Regions from separate parts of the Sus scrofa genome. Here region 1 is linked to region 2. The links are chromatin contacts, called in public HiChIP or PLAC-seq maps. All regions are on one chromosome and are shown on one strand. The core of a region is the stretch at or near the end of the contact, and the rest is flanking DNA. Distances in the headings are between cores, read along the strand shown. Region 1 has its middle 13 kb from the start of PIM1. Region 2 has its middle 67 kb from the start of PIM1.

Region 1 (4,913 bases), core at 2,303-4,802, 79 kb before region 2:
TTGTTACATGGGTGTGTACAATTGTCAAAACACGTCAAACCGTGCACTTAAAATAGGTGCTAGTTAGTGTACGCAAATGATCACTCAATAAAGTTAGCTTTAAAAATAATGTTCATTCCCCTCTTCTCTCCATCAATGAAAATGTGTTAGATTAAGGCACTCATTCGAGAGCCAAATATATATTTTACTTGTATTTTAGGTTATTCATATTACCGTATCATTTCTTCCACAGGTTGATAAATAAATGGGTAAATAAATGAGACTTGGCTTGATACCAAATCTCACTTTTTTTTTTTTTTTTTCTTTTTAGGGCCAAATCTCAGCTGCAGCTGCTGGCCTACACCATAGCCACAGCAATGCCAGATCAGAGCGGCATCTGCGACATACACCACAGCTCATGGCAACAGCAATGCTGAATCCTTAATCCACTGAGTGAGGCCGGGGATATAACCTGCATCCTCATAGATACTAGTTGGGTTTGTTAGCACTGAGCCCCAGGGGGAACGACTCAAATCACACTTTTTAACTGACGTGTATTATAAAAATGTACAAATGGGAGTTTCCGTCGTGGCGCAGTGGAAACAACTCTGACTAGTAACCATGAGGATGTGGGTTCAATCCCTGGCCTTGCTCTGTGGGTTAAGGATCCGACATTGTTGTGAGCTGTGGTATAGATTGCAGACGTGGCTCCTATCCCATACCACTGTGGCTGTGCTGTAGGCCAGCAGCGGTAGCTCTGATTTGACCCCTAGCCTGGGAACTTCCATATGCAGCAGGTGCAGCCCTAAAAAGCAAAATAAATAAATAAATAAATAAATAAAATAAAATTGTACAAAATTGTCCTGGGGTGTGAGAGGGCAGACATTGGTCTCCAAGATACAATGAAAATATATTTTATGACCACACATTTTTAAAAAATCTGTAACTTAAGGGAAAAATAGTTTTCTGGTGAAACAGCAAAAGCTTGCCATAAAGTAAAATGAGAGAGGGAGTTCTTATTATGGCTCAGTGGTAAAGAACCGGACTAGTATCCATGAGGATACAGATTCGATCCACAGTTCACAGAAACCCCAGATCCTTAACCCACTGAGCAAGGCCAGGGATCGAACCCACATCCTCATGGATACTAGTCAGGTTCATTACTGCTGAGCCACAACAGGAACTCCCTCACAATACTTTTGCTTGCATTACATTGGACATAACTTGGTCGTGTGTCCACGGCTAGCTGCAAGGTAATCTGAGGGATTTAGCCTTCATTATTTTTTTTGGCCTTGCCCACGGCCTGTGGAAGGGTGTGGTGACAATGCCAGATCCTTAACCCCCCAATGTCACAAGGGAGCTCCTAGTTTTTATTCTCAAAGAAGGCTATATGACTAGCTAAAAATCAGAGGTTCTGTTACCAAGGAAAAAAAGAATAATAGATGTTGACATAGGCAATGAGTCATCTCTGTCCAAAGTCTTATCTGGTAATAGAATATTTCATATATAATGGTGGAAAATTGGAACCAAAATGAATAACGTACATTCATACTATGGCCATATCAAAATGACTGTTATCCACAGTTCTTGAAATGGAAACATTTTAATAGCACATTGTTAAGTGGGAGAAAAATAGGTTACCAAGAATATGAGCTCTGTTCTGTAAAATTATATATAGATAATGTGTGTGTGTGTGTGTGTATATATGTGGATTCTCTAAAAGCATTTCTCTCTGGAGTGGTAGGATTACATCATATAATTTTGTTTGTTTGTTTGTTTTTTTAGGGCTGCACCCATAGCATATGGAGGTTCCCAAATTAGGGGTCAAATCTGAGCTACAGCTGCCAGCCATAGCCACAGCCACAACGCCAGATCCGAGTCTCACGTGTTACCTACACCACAGCTCAGGGCAATGCCAGATCCTTAACCCACTGAGCAAGGGCAGGGATCAAACCTGTAACTTCATGGTTACTAGTTGGATTTTTTTCCACTGTGCCACAGTGGGAACTCCTGCATCATATAATTTTAATTCACTTTGTACTATTATTTTTACTAAAAAACATGTATCAGATTTCCCTGGTGGTTCAATAGGTTAAGGATCTGGTAGTCACTGCTGTGGTTCTGGCTGCTGCTGTGGTGTGGGTTTGATCCCTGGCCTGGGAAATTCCACATGCCAAGGGTGCAGCCAAAGAAAAAATAAAAGTTAAAAAAATTTTTTTTTTTTTTTTGCTTTTTAGGGCCGAACCCATGACATATGGAGGTTCCTAGGCTAGGGGTCAAATTGCAGCTGCAGCTGCCAGCCTATGCCACAGCCACAGCATCTCAGGATCTGAGCTGTGTCTGTGACCTACACTGCAGCTCATGGCAACGCTGGATCATTAACTCACTGATCGCGGCCAGGGATCGAACCCGAATCCTTATGGATACTAGTCTGGTTCCTTACAGCTGAGCCACAATGGGAACTCCTAATTATGTATCATTTTTATAAGCAAAAAAATTCTTTTCACTTAGAAAATATGTGAGGAGTTCCCACTGTGGTGCAGTGGATTAATGATCTGGCAGGTCTCTGTAGAGGCACCGGTTTTATTCCTGGCCCAGTGCAGTGGGTTAAGGATTTGATGTTGGGAGTTCCCGACGTGGCACAGTGGAAACGAATCTGACTAGGAACCAGGAGGTTGCAGGTTCGATCCCTGGCCTCGCTCAGCGGGTTAAGGGTCCGGCGTTGCCATGAGCTGTGGTGTAGGTCACAGACACGGCTCGGATCTGGCATTGCTGTAGCTGTGGCATGGGCCGGCAGCTGTAGCTCCAGTTAGACCCCTAGCCTGGGAACCTCCATATGCTGCGGGTGCAGCCCTCAAAAGACAGAAAAAAAAAAAAAAAGGATCTGGTGTTGCTGTAGCTGTGGCAGAGGTCTTGGATTCCATCCCCAGCCGGAAGAAAGGATGGGAGGGAGGGAGGGAGGAAGAAAGAAAGAAAAAAGAAAGATGTGGGCATCTGTGTTTCTCAGTAACTTCCTGAGCGGAGTCGAGAGGTGAGCAGCAGCAAGGTGGGATTCCATCATTGTCCTGCAGGTGCACAAGTGATATTCAGTTCCTGGGGTCCTGGAACAGTGGCATCTCGGAGGCTACTGATCTCCAGACCTGAACTTAGGAGAGAGGTCTGCGCTAGTGCTACGGGAATCGGCTTGGCTTGGCGAAGATGGTCGGCGAAGCAGGTGAGGGAGGCGTGGTCCTGCAGAGGCTGTGCCGCGCGTCTTCCCGGGGCCTCCGGAGCCCCGCTCCGCCCTTCTCCAGCTTGCTCAGCGCCTGGAAACGCCGACCTACGTGGACTATCACACCAGACTCCCTGCCTTCTGGCTTTCACTTGGAATCAGCCCCTAGGAGGCCCTGGTAGGAGGTAAGAGAGTGGGAAGACAGAAGCAGGGGCATTTCTTTCTCTGGCTCCCCGCACGCGGGATTAGCCCGGGCTGACTGCTTCTCTGGAATGAAGGTTACAGCCCAGGTCAGGCCGGCTCCTTCTCCTCCAGCCCTCAGGCCTGAGCCAGGAAGTGCGCCCACTGTTGGTAGCCTAGGGGTACAGCACCGCCCCGTGCAGTTTCCCAGCACCTGGGCCACACCTTTGTCAAGGGTTCTTTTTCACACTATCCCGGCACGACCCAATCAGAGTGAGCCATCTGTTTCCTGCCAGAATCCTGGCCAACAGAGAGAGCCTGGGGGTGAGGAAAGGAAAGAACACCCGCATTTAAAGGGCAAGGAGAGGCAGAGGAAAGTGGACCCAAACGGCAGGAGAGTCCAAGGCAAGGCAAACCACGGTTTAGGAAACCAGGGGAGGGGCCAGCAACTTTATGAAGATTGCAAGGAGGTCACCTAAGGATGGGCTCTCAAAGGTGTCTGGGGAAAGTCCACCGGGAGGAGGAGCTGGGAAGAGGAAGAGAGAGAATTGGGTGGGTGGTTATGGGAGGAGGGTTCTGAGTTGGAGAAGAAGATAAGAGATGAAGGGGGCTGGAGAGAAGGGGGTGGAGCAGAGGAGAGAACCCAGGCAAAGGTCAGAAGGAGGCAGACAGGTCACAGAGTCCAGGTGCAGAGGCAAGTAGTAGCTCCAAGAATGAGTGTGTATATACAGCAGCACGACACATACCTACACAATCCAACACCTCTACCCCACACACCACACACAGATACACATATTTGCACACATACACACAGCACACCACACTGCATACACAACACTTGCCAGATCATAGAACTCCCTGGAACCCAGGCAACAGTCAGATCTTTGCTTTGTTGTGACACTTTGCCTATTCACTGACATCACGTTGAGCCCTGAGAAATGCCTGGTTCTGTCTACTCACACGTGAAAAAGGAGTTTTCAGTGTTTGCAGCATGGCACAGTAGGTGATTTGTGGATAAATCTGGAATGGTTCCATGGTCACTAGCTCTCACCCTGGGGTATAGGGCAAGGGCTATCTATACCTGGTTCTATGTGCTGACTTCCTGAGCAGCTTAACCCAAAGGGCCTCTAAGGACTAGCCTCCAGGGAGTTCCCTGGTGGTCTAATGGTTAGGACTTGGTGCTTTCACTGCCATGGCCCAGGTTCAATCCCTAGTCTGAAAACTGAGATCCTGCTTCAAGCCACTGCTTGGGAAAAAAAAAAAGGCCCACCTCACAGACCACAACCCAAATGCCTGTCCATACAATGGAATATTATAGAGTGAAAAAGAACCACATGCTACAGCATACATAAATCTTTAAAACAATGTTGAGTAAAAAGAGCAAGTTCCAGGAGTTCCCATCATGGCTCAGTGGTTAACAAACCCGACTAGTAACTATAAGGTTGTGGGTTGGATTCCTGACCTCGCTTGGTGGGTTAAGGATCTGGCGTTGCCATGAGCTGTGGTGTAGTTTGCAGATGCCGCTCGGATCCCACATTGCTGC
Region 2 (4,595 bases), core at 771-3,270:
GAGCTGTAGCGGCCGGGCCTACGCCACAGCCACAACATCACAGGATCCAAGCCTCGTCTGCGGCCTACACCACAGCTCACGGCAATACTGGAACCTTAACCCACTGAATGAGGCCAGGGATCGAACCTGCATCCTCACAGATGCCAGTCAGGTTCGTTGACCGCTGAGCCACGATGGGAACTCCCTGGATGGGGAAGTCTTAAGGAGAAAGATCCCATATTGTCTAGGATTCTCACAACTCAGGGCTTGTATTGCAATTCCTTCATTCAGGGTAAGGGTGCCCTTAACTGTTCTGTGCCTCAGTTTCTGAATCTGTAAACTAGGCTGGTGGAACCTTGTGTAAAAGGGATAAAAGAGAGTAGGTCCAGGCTAAGCACTTGCCACTTTTGTCCTTTCCTGTCAAGGAAGAAGCCCCACCTGTTGGGATGCTGTTTCCAAGGAGGTGAGACAGGACAAAGCCCAGAGTGGGTCAAGTTTCTTTAAATAAGAATGAAGGGGAGGGATTGGAGTTCACCTTGTAGCACAGCGGAAATGAATCTGACTCATGTCCATGAGGATGAGGGTTTCGATCCCTGGCCCTGCTCAGTGGGTTGGGAATCTGGTGCTGCCGTGAGCTGTGGTGTAGGTCACAGACGTGGCTTGGATCCCGCATTGCTGTGGCTGTGGTGTAGGCTGGTGGCTATAGTTCCTTTTCAACCCCTAGCCTGGGAACTTCCATAGGCTGGGGGTTTGGCCCTAAAAAGCAAAAAAAAAAAAAGAATAGGGGAGGGAGGAAGAAGAGGGCCTCAGAACCATTCCTGGTTGGAGGCCGTGGGAACAGAGACAGATCTGTGGGGCCAAGGAGTGAGACTTGGGGAGATAAGAAATTCCTCCGTTTTGTTGACATACTTGCCCCGTGGTGCTTCCTTGGGAAATTTTTCAGAAAGACTTACTGTGTTAATTTTCATAATTGTCTTGGAATCCTGAGATTCTTTTTTTTTTTTTTTTGTCTTTTGTCTTTTTTAGGGCCACATCCAAGGCACATGGAGGTTCCCAGGCTAGGGGTCCAATTAGAGCTACAGCTGCCAGCCTACACCACAGCCGCAACAACGCCGGATCCAAGCCGGGGTTTTGACCTACACCACAGCTCATGACAACGCCAGATTCTTAACCCTCTGAGCGAGGACAGGGATCGAACCTTCGACCTCATGTTTCCTTGTCAGATATGTTTCCGCTGTGCCAAGACAGGAACTCCAATCCTGAGCTTCTTTTGAATGCTGTCCTAGGACTTGAGGAGACTCAGTGTATCTGGATTATATTTGCAAAATGTCTGACATATTGTAGGGGCTCAACAAATGTTCCCACTTATTCTGGAAGAAGACAGACCTGGGAGCTGGGGAGGTGAGGGCTGGGTATCCTCAAAGAGCAGGCAGGAGTTCCCTGGTGGGCTAGCACATTAAGAATCCGGCGTTGTCAACTCTGCTGTGGGTTTGATCCCAGGCCCAGGAACTTCCGCATGCTGCTGGCACTGCAAACAACAGCAACAACAATAAAAACCAGGCAGCACTGAGATTGCAGGCCCCTGGGCTGGGTTAAACAAGTGTTTGGCCCCCAACCCCTCCTTCTCATGAGAGCTGCACTGACCAATATGGCAGCCATCAACCCCAGGCAGATACTTACATTTAAATTAAAAAAAAAATTTGAAAACTCCGTTCCTAAGTCACACTTAGCCCCACAGGAGGTATTCAATGGCCACACGCAGCTAGTGGCCTCAGTGGACAGCACAGGTTAGAGACCACCTCCATCCACCCGGACTCTCCTATTGGACGGCATGCTCTAGAAAGAAGAGGAAAAAGGCCAGAGAGGTCAGTTGTTTACACGCTGACGGTTCCTAAAATGATCTGAGGCAGCAGCGCACAGCCCGAGGCCATGAGTCCAGTGCCTCTGGCTGGATATGGGAGGGTTGGTGTGTGGGCTGAACTGGGTCACGAGTGGATTCACAGAGAGAAGAGGCCTCGGTGGGTTGAGCTCCGGGGCCCAGATAGGAAGTGGGAGAGAGGGCGGAGGTGGGGCTCGGGCGTCAAAGGACAAGGCCGTGAGCAGTCAGCTCTTGAGCAATGAGACAGCTACGGGAAAGATCTCTGTTCCTCTTAGCAATATACGGTTATCTGACTTGTTTAATCAAGGAGTCCCCTGTGCCCTTCTGTTCTCAGATACAAACTCCAAATTCCAGCTAATCAGATGCAATGAAAAGATATGGCTCACTGGGTGCAAGTTGTGACTTGCAGCGCTGTGGATAGGAGACCGGGCCTGGGTCTGCGCTCACCGCCTGGCTGCTGTGTTTTGAGCAGTGGTCCCAGAGGCGGCTGGGCTGAGAACCAGCCTTCTCAGTGGGTGATATGAGTGGAAGACTTTTGCCAGAGGGAGCCAGGTCCTGAGTGCTTTCCGGCAGTACTTTCAAAGCAAAGATACCCTTTAGGGATGGATTCTTTTGGAGGGCAAATCAGAGTTTTAAAAAAATGCTCTCTCAATTTGACATTTGTGTTAAATTTGTTTCTTGGGATTAAGACAAGCCAAACATATATTAAGGATGATTTTCATTTCAGCTTTGTTGGAAAGTTCAAAGACATCCCGGGGTGGGATGGGGTGCCAAGACAAGCAGCTTCGTGTTGCTTAATTTGAGATAATATATTCCCATACATTTTATTTTTGCTTTTATTTTGAGGTATAACAGACTTAGAACAAAGTGCACTAATCTTTAATGTATAGCTTGGTGAATTTCTACATATGTAAGGGCTGTGTGACTTCTCCCCAGATCAGGATCCTTTCCAGTGCTCTAGAAGTTTCCCTCATGCTCCCTCATGGTCAGTTCCCCTCCCCACAGGTGATTGGTATTCTGATCTCTAAGGCTGTCAGTGAGTTTAGCCTATTCTTGAACTTCATCTAAATGGGATTATACGTTACATGTGCTCTGGGTCTGGCTCTTTTCACTCTTTTTTTTTTTTTTTTTTTAACTTTTTACGACTTCACCTGTGGCATATGGAAGTTCCCAGGATAGGGTCGAAGCAGAGCTGCAGCTGCTGGCCTACACCACAGCCACAGCCACAGCAACACCAGATCTGAGCTTCATCTGTGATCTGAGCCACAGCTTGTGGCAACACTGGATCCTTAACCCACTGAGAAAGGCCAGGGATTAAACCCAAATCCTCACGGACACTGTCAGGTCCTTAACCCGCAGAGCCACAGCGAGAACTCCTCCTTTCACTCTTACATAGCAGCATGTTAGGGGCTGGAAATGATGTCTGAAGTACATGAACATTTTTAGGAAAATTTTATAAATACAGATCCACAATTCTTTGATTGAAAAAATCCACCGGGGCCAGATAGGGTTCAGAATTCAGGATTTTTCATACTTTAGAAAGGTGGCAAGATGAGGTCACTTACACCGTACATGTTATAAAATAGCCCTGGCAGGGGCTGGGGCAGTGCTTAGTAAACATATAAACATTTCTGAGCAAAGTCTATGAATATTCACAACACAAAGTGGTGTAAATAAAAGCTGTAAATAGCCCCACCTCAGTTGAGGTTGGTTTTGCAGCCAAATAAGTTCACATTAGGTCAGGCTTCGCAGTCAAATGCCTTATGATAAAGATGTTTTATCATACAGTTTTCAGAGGTTTGGGGTTTTTGAAACAGAAAAAGGGAGAGTGGACCTGTTAGTTCCTGACAAGGGATCAGCGAGAGGCAAGCCTACTGGGTAGAATTCAGTTTGGGGCTGATAGAAGTTTACAGAAATCAGCCTCACTCAGAGTTCCCGTCGTGGCACAGTGGTTTACGAATCTGACTAAGAAACCATGAGGTTGCAGGTTTGATCCCTGGCCTTGCTCAGTGGGTTAAGGATCCATCGTTGCTGCGAGCTGTGGTGTAGGTTGCAGATGTGGCTTGGACCTGGCATTGCTGTGACTATGGTATAGGCTGGCAGCTGCAGCTCCAGCTCCCATTCAACCCCAAGCCTGGGAACTTCCATACGCTGAGGGTGCGGCCCCAAAAAGAGGGAAAAATTTTAAAAGAAATTAAAAATAAAAAAGATTTTCAAAACAGATCTATACCAATAAGGTTAAGATCCCAGTCGGAAGGTGCTCTGGAGGATCAAAGCCGTGCTGAGTTCCAGCCCCTCAGCTGTGGACCTGGGTGTCTAAGGGATTTAGTTTTTCTCTTTCTCTTTTTTTTAGCCAGGCCTGTGGCATGTGGAAGTTCCCAGGCCAGGGACTGAACCACTGCAGTGACAATGCCAGATCCTTAACCCACTGAGCCACCAGGGAACTCTGGACTCTCTGATAATAAACTCTCAGTGGCTCTTAGGGGAGAGGGCAAGAGGGAGGCCAGCACAAAGAGAGAAGTTAAGGCATGAGGAGGAGGGAGTGGGAAGAGAAGGGAGGGTTGGGATCAGGGTGAGTGGGAAGGGAGCCAAGACCCTACCCTCAGCTCCGCCTCCATACATACACACGGGTGCTGGGTGGGGCTGAGCCCAGGATTTTCTCCCTGGGTCTGGAATTAATGTCTTGGGTTTAGGAGCCTGCATGGAACATTTACGTTGTGCCCAACTGAGGATGCAA

Evidence for each region. HiChIP or PLAC-seq counts read pairs in DNA pulled down with a chosen protein or histone mark.
Region 1: an H3K27ac HiChIP or PLAC-seq map of alveolar macrophages shows a contact between it and region 2. The contact joins two enhancer-like sites. A contact is called at or near these places in 7 of 47 Hi-C or Micro-C datasets (blood, embryonic fibroblasts, fetal liver and 2 more) and 1 of 2 datasets of contacts at active chromatin or transcription factors (alveolar macrophages).

The regions. Positions count from the first base shown.
Region 1 is chr7:32,798,955-32,803,867 of Sscrofa11.1, reverse strand. No RefSeq gene overlaps it. Among named protein-coding and RNA genes, the nearest start is that of PIM1, 13 kb to the right of the region's middle. Within about 2 kb of position 3,552, at least 31 of the 83 cell types and tissues checked have an H3K27ac peak or open chromatin away from gene starts, as enhancers often do. A contact at or near this core is called in alveolar macrophages and fetal liver, where this site is marked.
Region 2 is chr7:32,718,871-32,723,465 of Sscrofa11.1, reverse strand. No RefSeq gene overlaps it. Among named protein-coding and RNA genes, the nearest start is that of PIM1, 67 kb to the left of the region's middle. Within about 2 kb of position 2,020, at least 10 of the 83 cell types and tissues checked have an H3K27ac peak or open chromatin away from gene starts, as enhancers often do. A contact at or near this core is called in alveolar macrophages and fetal liver, where this site is marked.